2 separate regions of the Sus scrofa genome follow, and region 1 is linked to region 2. The links are chromatin contacts, called in public promoter capture Hi-C maps. All regions are on one chromosome and are shown on one strand. The core of a region is the stretch at or near the end of the contact, and the rest is flanking DNA. Distances in the headings are between cores, read along the strand shown.

Region 1 (4,134 bases), core at 917-3,416, 210 kb after region 2:
TCTTGTTCCCCAGGGACCACTGCCCCTTCTGATCCTTTCTGAGCCACTGCCAGCTCACTCCCTCCACTACTTCTCACCTCTGTGGCCTCTTTGCACCTGTCCTCTGTAATTTGCCCTACCTGCCCCCATCTGGTGGTTTCCTGGCCTCCTGGGGTTTTACCTCTGAATTTTCCCATTCTCTCTCTCTCTTTTTTTCTCCTGGCCAAGGGTGGGCTCAGCCTGCCCATATTCTAGATGTGCAGTTCAGCTCTCAAGATTACACTCATTTTTGACATCACCTGACCTTGACGTCTGCCTCTCTTGGGACCCCTCCTGTCTCTGTGCTCACAGAGCCAACAGAGCAGTCGCAGCTCTGTTGGCTCCCAGCCCCTGAGGGATGGAATGTCTTGAACAGGACATTGGACTGAAAATAGTTATGATAGTTGGCAGTTGAGCAGCTGCCCTGTCAGGCATGGGACCAAGCATCACGTATATGTCCCCAACTGCAACTCGGAGTTTTATAGATGAGGAAGCAGGCTGAGAAGGCCAGTAACTTGCCCAAAGTCATTCAACCTGGAAGCTGGAGCTCAGGTCCAGGGCTTTTATCCTGTAAAGAATACCTCTATTTCCATGTACCCCCAATAGCTATTAATTTATTTATTTTAGGGCCACACTTGCAGCATGTGGAAGTTCGCAGGCTAGGGGTCAAATCGGAGCTACAGCTGCCAGCCTATGCCACAGCCACAGCAACACAGGATCGGAGAAGTGTCTGTGACCTACGCCACAGCTCACAGCAACGCCAGTTCCCAGACCCACTGAGGTCAGGGATCGAACCCATGTCCTCACGGATACTAGTCAGGTTTGTAACCTGCTGGGCCACAAGGGGAACTCCTCCCCCTTCAGCTTTTGATTGTCTAATTAGTGCATGACAATATGAGGCTGTCTAAAGAGTAGACAGTTCTCCTGTGGTGCAGCAGGTTAAGGATCCACTGTAGTCACTGCAGCAGCTTGGGTCACTGCTGCGGCAAAGGTTCGATCCCTGGCCCCGGAACTTCTGCATGCCACCGGCCTGGCCAAAACAGAACTAAAAAATTAGAACTGACAGACAGTAGACTTGACCTTCAGGGGTGTTGCACTCAGCTGGAGTTTGAGAGGGAAATCAGCTGGACGCCAGGGAGGTGCTGACTAGTGGGGGCCCAGGCAGGACTCAGTGGTGTCTAGGGTTGGGCTGCTGGCAGGAGTGGATTGACTGGATGGTTCTTTCTCGAAGAGGTGAGAAAAAGCAGTTTCCTCCCTTCAGCGTGTCGTCACGGCACTGGTCACTGGTCACTCAGCCAGAAATAGTGTTTCTCTGCTGGGTTCAGTGTGAGGGACTGAGGGGCTCTCGTCACATAAGGATTGCTCCCAGGAGCTTGTTATCTGATGGAGGGAAACAGGTGGGAAGGTGCTACCATGACTTGGTGGGGCTTAGCACAGAGTATTCATTTGCACAGTGGGTATTGCCTTAATTTCAGCTCCTTGGGCCATGGGCCACATCAGCTGGATGCCAGGAATCACTCAGGCCTTGAATCCCGCAGAGGGCTGTCTAGTGAGCTCCGGGGGGCCGGGGTCGTTAAAGACTTCGCTCTGAGGAGCTCAGCACAGTATCCAGTGGGAAACGGCATCCCCTTTTCATAGCACAGTGCAAAGGGATTCCAAGGGCCCCATGCATCTTCCATTTCTTAGAGATCCATCCAGAGGATGGAATAGACCCTGTCTAGAGCCTTTTTTTGTTTGTTTGTTTTTTGTCTTTTTAGGGCTGCCTGCGGCAGGTGGAAGTTCCCAGGCTAGGAGCTGAATCAGAGCTACAGCTGCTGGCTTACGCCATAGGCGCAGCAACTCTGGATCCAAGTCACATTTGCGACTTACATCACAGCCCGCATCAACTCCAGATCCTTAACCCAATGAGTGAGGTCAGGGATTGAACCTGCGTCCTCATGGATACTAGTCGTGCTCGTTATCCGCTGAGGCATGATGGGAATTCCAGGCCAGAGCGTTTTAAGAGTGGACAACAGCAGCTAAGACTGAGGAGGCAGCTCCAGCATCTTGGAAGGGCCTGGGCTGTCAGGCTGAATGGTGTTCATGATTCGGTGGGTGATGAAGCATCACTGACGGGTAGCAGGCTGGGCGGGGGTAGGGTGGGGAGGCAGAGAAGGGTTTTGGCCGTCTCTGGGGAGCTGGCGAAGAGGCTCAGAGGTGGCCTACTCCTTCCTGGCTCCTGCTCACACCTTATAGCTTCTGAAGAACACGCGCGACCTGATTCCTTGCGATTGACCTGCGCACCTGCGCCTTCTGGACTAGTAGAGGGAGGGGAAGGGGGCGGTGGTGGAAATAGTCCCTTGGGACTGCCGACCGCATCCCTGTGTGGTCGGCCCAGGTCCTGGCTGAAGGCGCGCTGCCTTCCCCGGGCCGGAGACGTGGACTGATTCAGCTCTGCTCTAGCCTGGGAAGCTCCTCCCGAGCTCGTGTGACCCCGCAGGGTGGCGAGGTCTGCAGACTCGCCGAGGCTCGCCTCACAGCCAGGATGACAGATTCCGGACGATCTCACCCCTCCCACTATGCCACCTGCCAGTCAGTGCCCTGGGAGGAGCAAGAGGGTGGGCGCCCCCAAAACGGGCCAATCATAACTGGCGTTTGTCCTCGGCTCCGTTCCCCCCCACCCCCGCCACGGTTGCCTGGCAACTCCTCGACGCTCTGGGCTTCCAAACTTTGCCTTTTCCCTTCCTTTTCCGGGCGCTGCGGAAAGAACCAACAACGCGGGCCGGCCTACCTGCTGAGTCGTCAGCCCCCGAGTCTTCAGAGCGGGCCCCGGGCCCACCACCGAGACAGCGACCCTCCTGCCTTCCTAGAGAGGCAGCGGGGAGAAGGCGAGCGCCGAGGCCAGAGCCACTTCCGGCCTCGCGCGCGGCGGAAGACCTGTTGCGCCCGGAAGAAACCCGCGGCGCTCGAACGCGAGGGCCGCGTCTGGGCTTGGTCGTGACGCCCAGGGTCCGCCGCGCCGGAGTCCTGGCCCCTGCACCTCCTGCTGGCGCTCCGGCACCTTGCGGGCCCGCCCGGTGCTGCCTGCGAGAGCCCACGCGGAGGCGGTAACGGCCTGGAAGGAGACCTGGGATCTTTTGCGGGGAGCGGGAGGAACTGAGGCAGTCAGTGCGGGGCGGGCCGGGTAGTAAAGGCGAGGAAACGTTAAATAGACGCTTCACCGCCTTCACTCATTCATTTTTCAATATAAATGCCTGCGTTCCAGGTCTTTTGCTAGATATTGAGGGATAAGCGATGAAAAATCTGACAAGATCCATGCCCTCATGGGTTGAGCTCCAGTGAGGGAGGCGGACGTAAATGACACATTAATTTAAAGTGGTGACAGACGGGGGAAGCAGTGGAGAATGTTAGGAATTGATTGTCCAAGGACGGAACGCTGAGACTTGAATGACGGGAAGGATTTCAGGGTAGAACCTTCCCAGCAAGGGGAACAGAATGAATAAAGTCCCTGTCATGACGAAGAGGTTGGCGGTCCAGGAGCTGAAATGACCCCGGTGGTGGGATGGAGGGGCAGGCGGGAGGGTAGGCTAGAGGCCTGAGACTTGTGAGGGGCTCTGGCCTGAGTTTTCTCCCTGGTGTCCTGTGGAGGGTGGAGAACCGGAGGTTTTGAAGGTGGTCCAGCCTGCCCCCTGTCCCTGCTCCTTGGCCATCCTGTGACCTGTGGTCGGGCAGTCTTCCTGCCTGGGTTGCAGAGGCAGCATTCTCAACTCCTAGGGCAAACTCTGGTTTTTCTCTGTTCTCAACTAACAAAGCTCCAGGCTATCCATGAAGATTCATACAATCCAACAGGCCACTGACTAGAACAAGCTGGGCTCCTTGAGAGGAAAATGGCAAGGATTCCTGGGGGTCTTAACTCTTGCAGCCTCTCCTGTATCTCTGCTCCCGTGGGCATGCCCATCTGACAGGTTCCTGGCGAGGCATGATTCCCTGGGACTAACAGTTCCTGACTGAGCATTTACTTGCATTAAGAGTTGGTACTGGCGTTCCTGTCATAGTGCAGTGGAAAGGAATCTGACTAAGAACCATGAGATTTCGGGCTTGATCCTTGGCCTCGCTCAGTGGGTTAAGGATCTGACA
Region 2 (4,301 bases), core at 375-2,874:
CTCTTGGCTGATCCCCCAGGTCAGGAACGTGCCTTAAGATCCACAGCAGAGGAGTTCCCGTCGAGGCTCAGTGGTTAATGAATCTGACAAGGAACCATGAGGTTGCAAGTTCAATCCCTGGCCTTGCTCAGTGAGTTAAGGATTCGGTGTTGCCGTGAGCTGTGGTGTAGGTTGCAGACGCTGCTCAGATCCCATGTTGCTGTGGCGTAGGCCAGCGGCTACAGCTCCGACTAGACCCTCAGCCTGGGAGTCTAGTCCATATGCCACAGGGGCAGCCCAAAAAATGGCAAAAAGAAAAAAAAAAGAGAGAGAGAGAGACCCACAGCAGACAAGAGGTGGAACCAGGTTTGAATTTGGGCAACCAACTCAAATTCCACACTGAGTTCTATCACTTCCTTTTTAGAAATGAAAGTAGTTATAAAACACTACAGATGAGAGACACACGAGCAACTGGTGGCTATTGACAATTACTATTTATTTATTTACTTATTTATTTATTTATTTATTTGTCTTTTTGCTATTTCTTGGGCCGCTCCCTCGGCATATGCAGGTTCCCAGGCTAGGGGTCCAATCGGAGCTATGGCCACCGGCCTACGCCAGAGCAATAGCAACGCGGGATCCAAGCCAAGTCTGCAACCTACACCACAGCTCATGGCAACGCCGGATCCTTAACCCACTGAGCAAGGGAAGGGACCGAACCCGCAACCTCATGGTTCCTAGTCGGATTTGTTAACCACTGCGCCATGACGGGAACTCCCACAATTACTATTTATTAATGAGCACTTCAAAAAATTTGCAATTCCTATCATGGGTCAGTGGAAGGCAATCTGACTAGCAGCCATGAGGTTGCGGGTTTGATCCCTGGCCTGGCTCAGTGGGTTAAGGATCCGGCGTGGCTGTGTGGCTGTGGTGGTGGCGTAGGCTGGCAGCCACAGGTCCGACTGGACCCCTAGCCTGGGAACCTCCATATGCCGCGGGTGTGGCCCCAAAAATAAATAAATAAATAAAAATAAAAAACTTAGGAGTTCCCGTCGTGGCGCAGTGGTTAACGAGTCCGACTAGGAACCATGAGGTTGCGGGTTCGGTCCCTGCCCTTGCTCAGTGGGTTAACGATCCGGCGTTGCCGTGAGCTGTGGTGTAGGTTGCAGACGCAGCTCGGATCCCGCGTTGCTGTGGCTCTGGCGTAGGCTGGCGGCCACAGCTCCGATTAGACCCCTTGCCTGGGAACCTCCATATGCCGTGGGAGCGGCCCAAGAAATAGCAAAAAAAAGACAAAAAAAACAAAACAAAACAAAAAAACAAACTTAGGTAGAGGAGTTCCCGCTGTGGTGCACTGCCAGAGCCGATGCTCAGATTCGATCCCTAGCCTGGGAACGTCCGTGGACCTCCTCAAAATGGCCGCCAGGGAGCCCTTGTTCTCGAGTCGGACTCCCCAATATGGCAGCCCAGATCTCATTGAGATGTGAATGTCTTGCCGCCCTGATGACTCAGGGACACATCTTTCCTTCTCTCTCCTTGGGATGTGAGGTACCCTAGCTCACACAGTTAGTCCCTGATATCCCCCCAAAAAGGATGGGCCTGCACCCAGGCATCTCCTCACTGCATCAATCTGGGGACCTCGTCTTTGCCACACCCAAGATGGCGCCATCGGCCACTGCCGGACGCCCACAGCCTCAGCCCCTCGGCCAACCAGCCCCGCCCCACGCCACGGCGCCGAGATGGCTGCCAGACACAGGGCCGCAGCGCCCCTCCCTTGCGGATTACTTAAAATGGCGGCCTCGGGGCCGGGCGCGGGGCGGGGCCGCCGGGCGCGGGGCACGCTGGGGTGCGGCGCCCGGGCTGCCGGGAACGGGGAGGAGCGCGGCCGCGCCGGCGCGTCGAGGGGGAGAGGTAGCCGCTGCGATGGTGAGCGGGCGCGGGGGGAGGGGCGCCGGGCCGGGGCCGGGGCCGGGGGCCGCGGGGGCCACGGGGGCCACGGGCCGCGCGGGGGCAGCCCGGGCTCCGCGCTCACGCCTGCCCGCCGCCCCCAGGACGTGTTCCTCATGATCCGGCGCCACAAGACCACCATCTTCACTGACGCTAAGGAGTCGAGTACCGTGTTCGAGCTGAAGCGCATCGTCGAGGGCATCCTCAAGCGGCCGCCGGACGAGCAGCGGCTGTACAAGGTGCGGTCCTGTCGGTTCCGGGCGGCCGGGGGCGCGTGCTGCTGGGAACCGCCGCCGGAGCTTGGCCGGGGGCGCCCGGCAGCCGCGTCGTCGATGTAAACATCGGCTGCTGACCGCCGCGGGCCGGAACTCCCCCGCGTGGGGCCGTTGCTCGGACTCAGAGAAGTGAAGCCCCGGTAGCGCCTGCTCCACCGGAGGATCTCGATTCCGGTGGCTTTGAAGGCGCGCGCCAGGCCCTCTGCCGAGTGCCCGGGGCCAGCGTCGCATCTAATAATCCCAGAAGCAGCCCGCCGAGACGTGCAGGCTCTTGCTGGACTTGTCTCCTCCGTAGTTGGAGAAACTGAGGCTGGGAGGTGGTTCCTTAACTATCCCAAGGTCATGGGCAGAGTCGGGATTTGAGTCCCGGGGCCCTTAACCTTCTGCTGGCCCATCACACGCGCCCCATCCGCCCTGGACACCGCTTAATACAAAGAAATGGAGGGTTTGGGGATGAGTTGGGTCCCGTCGGTTCTTCGCCTACCAGCTGTTTATGACTCCCTACCATGCTGCTGGGGTTCTAAACGCAGCTCCCCCCCCCCCCCCCCCGCTCCGCTCCCCCTTACAAACCAACTGCAGTTATTCAGCAAGGATGGCTTGGATTTCGGGGCTTTCTTTGGGAATCCGGTGTGTCAGCCTCTCGTTAAAGGCTCTCCCCCGAAGTGCCTCGATCTAATACTGGCTGGAAACTGGTCTTTCATTCCAAGCTGAGTCCTCATTCCCTTTGTCACTGAAGGCCTTTCCTTGCTGATACCTCCTGGGGGTGGGGGGGGGGCTTCCATGATAAGGACCTTGCCTGCTGCCTGAGCTCTTCCATGTGCTATGCTCCTTGCTTTCTGTGTGTCCTTTGGGCATGAAAACCGGGCGGCCCTGGGAGTTGGGGATTGCCGTATCCACACCCGCCACGCGTTTTGCAGAGAAGGAAACTTCACCTCCAAAAATCAGCCCCTTTGTGCAAAGTGGTAGAGTGGGCATTCAGCCAGGTCTGCTTGTGGCCAGATTGGACCATTGACGCTTGAAATTAGATTCACCTGCAACTGGGGAGGAACAACTGCAGATTTTAGAGCCCTCACCTGGGAGGGTCTGATTTGAAAGGCCTGGGGCGTAGCCTGGACGCTCTTGGACGTCCTCGGGTGGTTCTGGGCCCTGTTTGGCTTTCAGTGTAGTTGCCTTTCCGGGGCTGCCCCTGAGACCCTGCCTGCCTCTCTCCTCAGGACGACCAGCTTCTGGATGACGGCAAGACCTTGGGCGAGTGCGGCTTCACCAGCCAGACCGCGCGGCCTCAGGCCCCAGCCACCGTGGGGCTGGCCTTCCGGGCAGGTGAGGGGGACAGGGCTGGGGTGGGGCCGTCGGGGGAGCCTGCAGTCCTTCTCCAGGCCTCCCTCGCGGTGTCTCCCCGCCGGCCCAGCGAGGCCCATCCTTCGGTGGTGTGTGCTTCCCCGGGGGCAGTGGGGAGAGCATGCGAGGTGCGTGAAGCACCTGATGGCTGTCCCGTGGAGGCCTCCCAGGTCCTTGGTCAGGGCCCCAGCTTACACGGGCGGGGGCCTGCCTGAGGGCCCGGCCCCTCTAGTGCTCTCGTGGCCCTGAGAGGGAGGCGTGGGCGGTGAGGCTTGCAGGCAGTTCACGGAGCTGCTGGTCCCAGCCCGTCTCCGTGCTGCCTCGCTGACTTGCCGGGCATCTCTCCCGCCCGCACTTGGGCTTTGACTTTCTGGGGATGGGTCAGCTGAGCCTGGGGAGCTGCAGAGCGGGTTCAGCCCTTTCTGTGCCAGAGCCTGTAGTCAAATCAGCTGCATGCACCCTGCCCCGAGGCTAGAAACCTGAGGGGGGGGGTTCAGTTCCCTCTAGTAAAGGGGATTTAAGTTTTTTGAGGTCTCTGGAAGGGCTGTAGGGTGTTCACACAGCTGTAGCCTGGAGACCGAGGTGCCTGCGTGACTGGCTCAACTTGGTAGGCTTCCCCGCACCTCTCAGTTGCGTCCTTTACCCCCTGGGCTGGGGTTGGCATCTCCCTCCGTAAGGAGGCTGATCCTAGACTAGCCTCGGGGCAAGGCCCTGCTCGTGCTCAGGAAAGGGCGGTCTTGGGCGCCTTTCTGTGGGTTTTCT

The links. Promoter capture Hi-C pulls out the DNA fragments that hold promoters and counts their contacts.
Region 1: a contact with region 2 is called in a promoter capture Hi-C map of liver, with 2.6 times the contacts expected there. The contact joins the promoter of ZNF213 here to the promoter of ELOB in region 2. A contact is called at or near these places in 1 of 5 promoter capture datasets (liver) and 1 of 47 Hi-C or Micro-C datasets (liver).

What each region holds. Positions count from the first base shown.
Region 1 is chr3:39,086,821-39,090,954 of Sscrofa11.1, reverse strand. ZNF213 (zinc finger protein 213) reads left to right here and starts at 2,166. Exons shown (of 6, transcript XM_013995737.2): 1 at 2,166-3,104.
Region 2 is chr3:39,295,515-39,299,815 of Sscrofa11.1, reverse strand. It overlaps ELOB (elongin-B), which reads left to right and starts at 1,624. Exons shown (of 4, transcript XM_003124746.4): 1 at 1,624-1,905; 2 at 2,031-2,165; 3 at 3,416-3,521. The coding sequence starts at 1,639.